Linked DNA regions of Mus musculus: region 2 is linked to region 1. A link is a contact called in public Hi-C data. All regions are on one chromosome and are shown on one strand. Each heading gives the region's core, a stretch centred on a gene start, on an enhancer-like site or on the middle of the called end of the contact. The rest is flanking DNA. Distances are from core to core; before and after follow the strand shown.

The links. Hi-C and Micro-C count contacts between places; a contact is called where the count stands out from the background.
Region 2: a contact with region 1 is called in a Hi-C map of bone marrow-derived macrophages, with 3 times the contacts expected there. The contact joins two enhancer-like sites. A contact is called at or near these places in 1 of 39 promoter capture datasets (liver), 3 of 484 Hi-C or Micro-C datasets (bone marrow-derived macrophages, group 2 innate lymphoid cells and nephron progenitors) and 1 of 115 datasets of contacts at active chromatin or transcription factors (large pre-B cells).

Annotation. Positions count from the first base shown.
Region 1 is chr10:82,793,509-82,797,017 of GRCm38.p6, reverse strand. It overlaps a transcript of Hcfc2 not described here. Among named protein-coding and RNA genes, the nearest start is that of 1700028I16Rik, 17 kb to the left of the region's middle. Within about 2 kb of position 1,502, at least 227 of the 459 cell types and tissues checked have an H3K27ac peak or open chromatin away from gene starts, as enhancers often do. A contact at or near this core is called in bone marrow-derived macrophages, where this site is marked.
Region 2 is chr10:83,220,222-83,223,730 of GRCm38.p6, reverse strand. No RefSeq gene overlaps it. Among named protein-coding and RNA genes, the nearest start is that of Slc41a2, 120 kb to the left of the region's middle. Within about 2 kb of position 1,975, at least 7 of the 459 cell types and tissues checked have an H3K27ac peak or open chromatin away from gene starts, as enhancers often do. A contact at or near this core is called in bone marrow-derived macrophages, where this site is marked.

The sequences.
Region 1 (3,509 bases), core at 253-2,752:
CTTGTTTCCTCCTTCCTTCTTCTCTGTGACCACAGCATTGTTAGGGGAACAGCTCAGTTACCAAAAAAGAAGTGGGGGACCAGAAAAATCTTTTAGCCATGGGCTCGTCAGAAAAGACCAACTCAGCCATTGCACAGGGGCTCTTCTGGTACCGATAGGCATTTCAGCCTAGTTCTAACTATCCTGTCATTGTTGGGGTAGCCTTAAAGAGGACAGAAACGAGAAATTCCTTTCTTGCAGTCAGGCGTGTTTACCGGCTCAGATAAAGAGCAGAGACTCCGGCATTTTCCCCTTTTTGTAAGGGAGGATAATTGCAGGCAGCTGTAGGACCAGATACTACGTAACCATTTCCTCCAGGTGGCTGCTGCTTTTCTCTTTCCCTGCTTTGTTTTTATTTCGACTTTATTTCCTCTCTCCGAAACAGAGCAGGCCATCAAGCAGTTTTTTATTCTTTAAATTTTTATTTTCAAACATGATTGCTTTGCCTGTGTGTGCCTGTGCGGCACATGTGCTCGAAGAAGCCAGATCAGGATGTTGGTGTCTGGTCCGTGGGTGTAAGCTACTATGTGGGTGCTGGGAGCCAAACCTGGGTCCCCTGGATGTCGGTACTCATAACCAGCAAGTCATTGCATTAGTTCCTTTGTCAAGGATTTTAATAGAAATTTGAACAACCAGAAGTAGATGCTTTCTCCCACCCTACCCCGTTCTTTCTCACTCTTCTTTTCCTTCTTTTTTCCTCCTCCTCCTCCTCCTCCTCCTCCTCCTGTTTTTAAAGTAAGGGGCTCACATAGCCAAGTCTGTCTCGACTGTGTATATAGCTAAAGATGACCCTGAATAGGTCCATTTGCCTCCACCTCTCAAGTACCGCAATTACACACAAGCTCACATACACCCCTCTCCATGTTACATAGCGCCAGAAACTGAACCCCAGCCCAGTTGGATCATTCCACTCCCCGAGCTACACCCCCAGCCCCTGAGCACAATTTCTAGTCGAGTCTGAAGAAGGGAAATAGCCAGATGAAGGAGGAGAGGCATGCAGATGCCTCAACACCAGAACCATGCCTGGGCGAGTGATGAGAAAGAAGCCAGGAGGAACCTGGGAGGGGTGGGGGTGGGGCAGATTACAAAACACGGTCGGCTTTCCGTCAAACTGTTTTGAGTTTGATTTTATCTCTGGGTTTGGGGAGCAGGGGAGTATTTAATCTCTAGAATTGAATAATTCAAACAATTTATTGATGATATCTCTGACAGTTGGCAGGAAGGTAGGATGGGATGGGGCAGGAACGCTGGCAAGGAGCCCAGTTCTTTGGCCGGGTGGGACTTGGGACTGAAGCCCTGTAGCAGAAGGGGTGGCATTCCGGAGCTCAGGTAGCATCCATGGGATCTGCAAACAGTTCCTGGGGGGGAAGACAGAGACAAGAATGTGAAGCAAGGAGCTACTGCCCTCCCCTGGCAGGTTCTGGGCAGATTGAGTCATGCGTTAAGCAGTGCACACTGGTTCCCAGAACCGAGCCTGCTGCCTGGAAGCAACGTCAGGAGTTTCCTGCGGCTGGCTCTCCGCACAGCTTTGTCTTTGGCTCCGGTTAAGTGCTGTGCTGGAAACTGGAGTGGGGAAACTGGCATTCTTCCTCTCCCCATGGTACTGTCTACGACAGACAAACAACATATGGAAGCTTGAGATGTCCAAACAAGGCTGCGGGTGTAGCTCAGTGGACAGGGGGCTCACCCAGCCTGTTGGAAGCCCTGAGTGGGGTCCCCAGTGCTACACGTGCTGGACATGATGACGCAGGCTTGTGATCACAGCACTTGAGGCAGAGGCAGGCATTCTGGGCTTGATGACAAGAAGCAGAGAACCTCCTGGAACAGGAGTGTGGGCGGAGCATGCAAGATGAGACCCAGTTCTGAATGAGACTTTCCTGTCGCTTTGTACGTGAGGAAGAGACACTGTCTAGCCTCTCCTTTCTCCCGTGCTGTGACTAGCCATCTCTTAGTGGAGCTTTTGAAGTGATGAGAAAGTAGTGATTTCTGAACGAAGATGACTGCTGAGCATGATATTGTCTCAAAGGGGAAAAAAGGTCAAGGGCTGGAATGATGGCTTAGCAATGCTCCTGCACAGGGTCTGGGTCCAGTTCCCAGCACCGACATGGCAACCCATAACTGTCCGTAACTCCCACTGCAGGTGTAAGGAAACCAGTGTCCTCTTCTGGCCACATGTGGTACACATACATACATGCAGGCAAAAACACTCCTGCACATAAAAATAAATAAATCTTTGGAAAAAAGAGATTACATATGAATAAAATTAAACTGATAATTTCCAAACGCATCACGTCTTAAAATCAAATTCCGAATCCTTCCAAAGAACAAAGTAGTTGAGAGCAGTTAACAGCGATAATCTGGCTGAGAAAAAAAAATTGTCCTCATTTTCTTTGATGAACTGATAGAAAGTAACAGAATGTCTAAATCCAGCACTCAGCAACAGAGGTGTGCGGACAGACGCAGGTGGATCTCTGTGAGTTCTGGCCAGCCCCATCTATATAATCAGCTCTAGGACAGCCAGGGAGACATAGAGAGACCTTGTCTCAAAAATAAATAAGTGAATACACAAACAAACAAACAATTGTGCTTTCCAGTCCCTTAAAACAAAAACAGTTCCTGAAAAAAATAGTATTAACTACTCCCTAAGCCCAACCACACATTCCAGAATCGTCATAGCCAGGAGATAGTCTGTTCCCCCAAGAATAAGAGTAACACACATCTCTTTAGTGATTTCTGGTTTTTTTTTTTTTTTACTTGAGAATCACATTCCACTTTTTAATAAAGCATTGAGGCTGTGAGTTGATCTGCCTATAAGCACAGGTTATAAATAATAGAGTGGAATATCATACCTAGCTGAAAGAATAATTATTGTTGTATCAATAGTACACTCTTAACCCAAACTATATAGAAATACATGGGTTCAAAGGCACTCCATCCTTACTGGGGCAGGCTCCTTTGGCTACTCCTTTGGTTCTTTCAGTAGAACTCAAGCCCTTTTTCGTTTCCAGACTATCTTTGATAGCCACAAACTTCTGGCAGGATAGGAATTTCTGTAAGGTCCTGATTGGATTCTCTCTAAGCCAGTCAGTGATCTAATTTCCTCTTGCTAGTTCTTGGCTTATGTGAGATCATGTGTATGTGACACATATGTAAAATCAGGAGACGAGACCTTTGGGTGAGCGTGAGAATGTGTTCTCAGATCTCAGCTGTGGGGACCTTAGCTGACTGATGGCTGCTTGACCTAAGGTCATACTTTCCAGGAACCAAGTCCAGCCACCGGCTGACAGGCTTACTTCTAAGACATGAGACTCTTAGGTTCCCTTTTGTTTTGTAGCTACCGATGCATTATATTCATCCTTCAGCAGGGTAGAGAGATCGCCTCCACTCTTTTTCATGGCCGTGTAGTATTCTCTTTAAGGATTTGCTGTGACCTGTGTGCCTCTGTCTATGATCATTTCAGTTGCTTTCTC
Region 2 (3,509 bases), core at 726-3,225, 430 kb before region 1:
ATGGTCTTTCTGTCTGCCCAAGAAGAAGGAAAGGAGGCAAAACTTGACTGACCTGAACCATTTATCTTCACTCAAGACATTTGACTTGATGTTCAAGAATGCTGTGGTCTAGAAGGCTGAACGGCTTGAGAGACTTCAGGAAACTCAAAGCCATATAGCTGAGAGACTCAGCAAGAGTTGCTGTTCCTAGCTACTCATAGTGGAAAATCTAAGTGAGTCACTGCCATGATAGCAGTGACCTCTTCCAGCACCAGGTCCTGAGGGACCCTAAAGACTTTTTCCAGTCCTACAGCCTCCTTACAGCTTCCCCTCCTGTCTGGGGTCAAGACTAGGTCAAGTTCCATTCTCCACCCACAGGAACATTCTTTAGTAAAATATTCTCACCCCCCCCCCAAAAAAAACCCAAAAAACAAAAAATCCCACAGTATGTACTGATTGGTAGTCAACTAACCCTCTAAAAAGTTCCAGGTAGATTTCAAATGTGTGTCATGCTTGCTAGCCAATAGATTTAAAGCTCGATATGCTTAGCCAATAAGTTTGAACTGTAACCTCGCTGATGTAACATGTGCCCATAAAAAATATGTAAACTGCTTATAATAGCCATCTGAGGTTGCTTTCTAGTCACTCACCTAGAGGGACTGACTGAGGGTTGACCCCAACTCTCCAGAAAATGAACCTCTTGCTTTTTCATTGATCTGTGCATCTCAGTGTCTCACTCGGGGGCATCTTGAAGTAAGTACCACTGACCTAGGGTCGGGGGTCTTACAGTCCACTACCAAAATGTAAAGAAAGAGGGGCACACACCAGGTCAGTGTGCATGCCACATGTTAGTGTTCTGTTGCTGTGAAATGACCCAGAGACCAAGACAATGCAAAAAGAAAGCATTTAATTGGGGGATTTCCTTACAATTTCAGAGGGTGAGTTTATGACCATCATGATGGGGAGTGTGGTGGTGGCAGACAGACAGACAGACAGACAGGCAGGCAGGCAGGCATGGTGCTGGAGCAGTAGCTTACATCTTATCCACAAGTTGGAGGTTGGAGAGAGAGAGAGAGAGAGAGAGAGAGAGAGAGAGAGAGAGAGAGAGAGAAGAGGGGAGGGGAGGGGGGAGGGGAGGTGAGGGGAGCCTGGCGAAGGCTTTTGAAACCTAAAATCTCACCCCCAGTGATATACCTCTCCTAACAAAGCCATACCTCCCGATCCTTCTAAAAACAGTTCCATCAAGTAGGGACAAAGCATTAAATATAAGAGCCTATAAAGGGGAGGGGAACACCACACAATTCTCATGCAGTCCATCATGTCAAAGGAAGGTGACCGCCATTGTATGACTTGCTCAGAGCAAATGAGCAACCACTTTTGCCCTATACATCATGATTTTCTCATCCAAGCATCTTCAGTAGGAAAAGAAGCAAAATGAAGTCACATGACATATGTGATGCTATCCCTGGCTGCCATCTTGACTACATCTGGAATGAACTACAATTCAGAAATGGAGGGCACACCTGTGGTCCAGATCTCGAGACTTTTGACCCAGATCTTGACATGGAGAGCCTGAGGCATAGTGACCATGACATGCTTAAACCCAGGCAAGGTAGAACACACCTTTAATCCTAGGAGATTGAGGCAAGCAGATCTCTGAGTTCAAGATCAGCAAGTTCCAAATCCAGGCGTGGTGGTACACACCTATATTGTGAGCCACACCTTCTGCTAGAGGCCTACATAAGGACATTGAAAGAAGGAAGACTCCCTCTTCTTCACCTGTTTGCACTTACCTGCCAGCACATCTGTTGGAACTTACTTCTTCAGGATTCCAGCTTATACAGAAGACCAGCTGAAACAACTAGACTCCTGGACTGAGCAACTACTAGATTCTTGGACTTCCCATTCACATCTGCCCATTGTTGGGTTAGTTGGACTACAGACTGTAAGTCATTACAATAAATTTCCTCAATATAGGGAGAGATTGCATAAGTTCTGTGATTCTAGAGAACCCTGACTGATACAACGTAGAAAGACATTAAAGCCTAAAAGTAGCTGTGAACACATGATCAGAGAGAGGGAAGGAAAGAGGAAGAGCGGGAAGGACATTATACACAGCAAATATGTAGAAAGTATTTCCTCAAACAAAGACTGCTTTCCAAATGTTAAATCTCTTTTCGCTTGTTTAACAAATAAGTTATCCTTCCAAATCCTTTCTATTCAAATAAAAATGACAATGTCTACAGAGAAATCCTGGAGCCTGGTCCAACCCTTCCCAGGGGGTGGAAAGTTCGTCTGAACTTTACTGCAGATAACTTGTAATTTCCCAGCAACTAGGGGTTCAGGAGAGCCCCATTTAGTTCAGCCTACATGAGGGAAATTTTGAAACTAGTCTTTAAAAGCTTCTAGAAGGTTTTCTTTTGCTTTGGGACAAAGGTCTCCACTCACCTGGCATCACATCCCTCAGTGAACTGACAGATGAAGCTGGATTCCAGAATCCTAATGTTACCATCTCACATGCAGCCACGTATGTGTACATACAGGTGGGGTCATCCAATCCAGACTTATGAAATGATCTGCACACACACAGGCACATCCAACCTTTTGCTACTCCAACATGATATCATCCGCAAGCCATGCAATCTAACTACAAAAAAAACCACAAAATCTTGTGTTTAGGGAAGCCTTAGAGTGTTGTGTAAACCAGCATCCATTGCTCTCCTCGGCCACACACAGCCCATGGGCCTCAGTGGGGGTGGGGGTGGGGCACACATCTGCCTGGACAGCACAGAAAACTCCAGAAGGTAATTTGAGCTAAGAACTGTCTATGGCTTGCCACAGAGTTTCTCTTTTATTTAACTTCATTTATTTGTCTTATGTTTACAAGTGTCTTTTTTTTTTTTTTTTTTGTCTGCAGATCTGACCATGTGTGTGCCTGGTGCCTACAGAGGCCAGAGGAAGGCACTGAATTCCCTGGGACTGGAGTTACAGATGGTTGGGAGCCCTTATGTGAGTTCTGGGAATTGAACCCTGGTCCTCTGAAAGAGCAGCCAGTGCTCTTGAGCCATCTCCCTAGAGACATAGTTCCTCTTGTAATGAAACCCTTGGATATGGAGTCTGTTCCTGTAGTTATAGACAAATATTCACAGTAGAGTCATTACAAAGTATCTGAAAATGGTATTTAGCTTCTCTGGGCACTTAAGGGTTTCTACTAATAGCAATTCAAAACTCAAATAGAACTGAATGGGAAATGCCTGTTTGTGGGGAGAACAGCTTGTGGTCGGTGGCTAATTGGATCTGGCACACTCTTGTGAGTTGCTATGGCTTTGTATTAAGGAGACAGGTGTTATTGGGCATCAGTGCAACCACTATGGACCATACGGGAAGTTAAAAGAGTCTTCGTTACATGCCATACGTGAAACCACTCCTCCTCTTGACATAGAAATAGAGAAGTCCAGTGTGCCTAACAAATAACACGCGGGAAGGCCGGTGATCTACACGTGAGAAGGTGCGTGTGCCAATACGGGTTG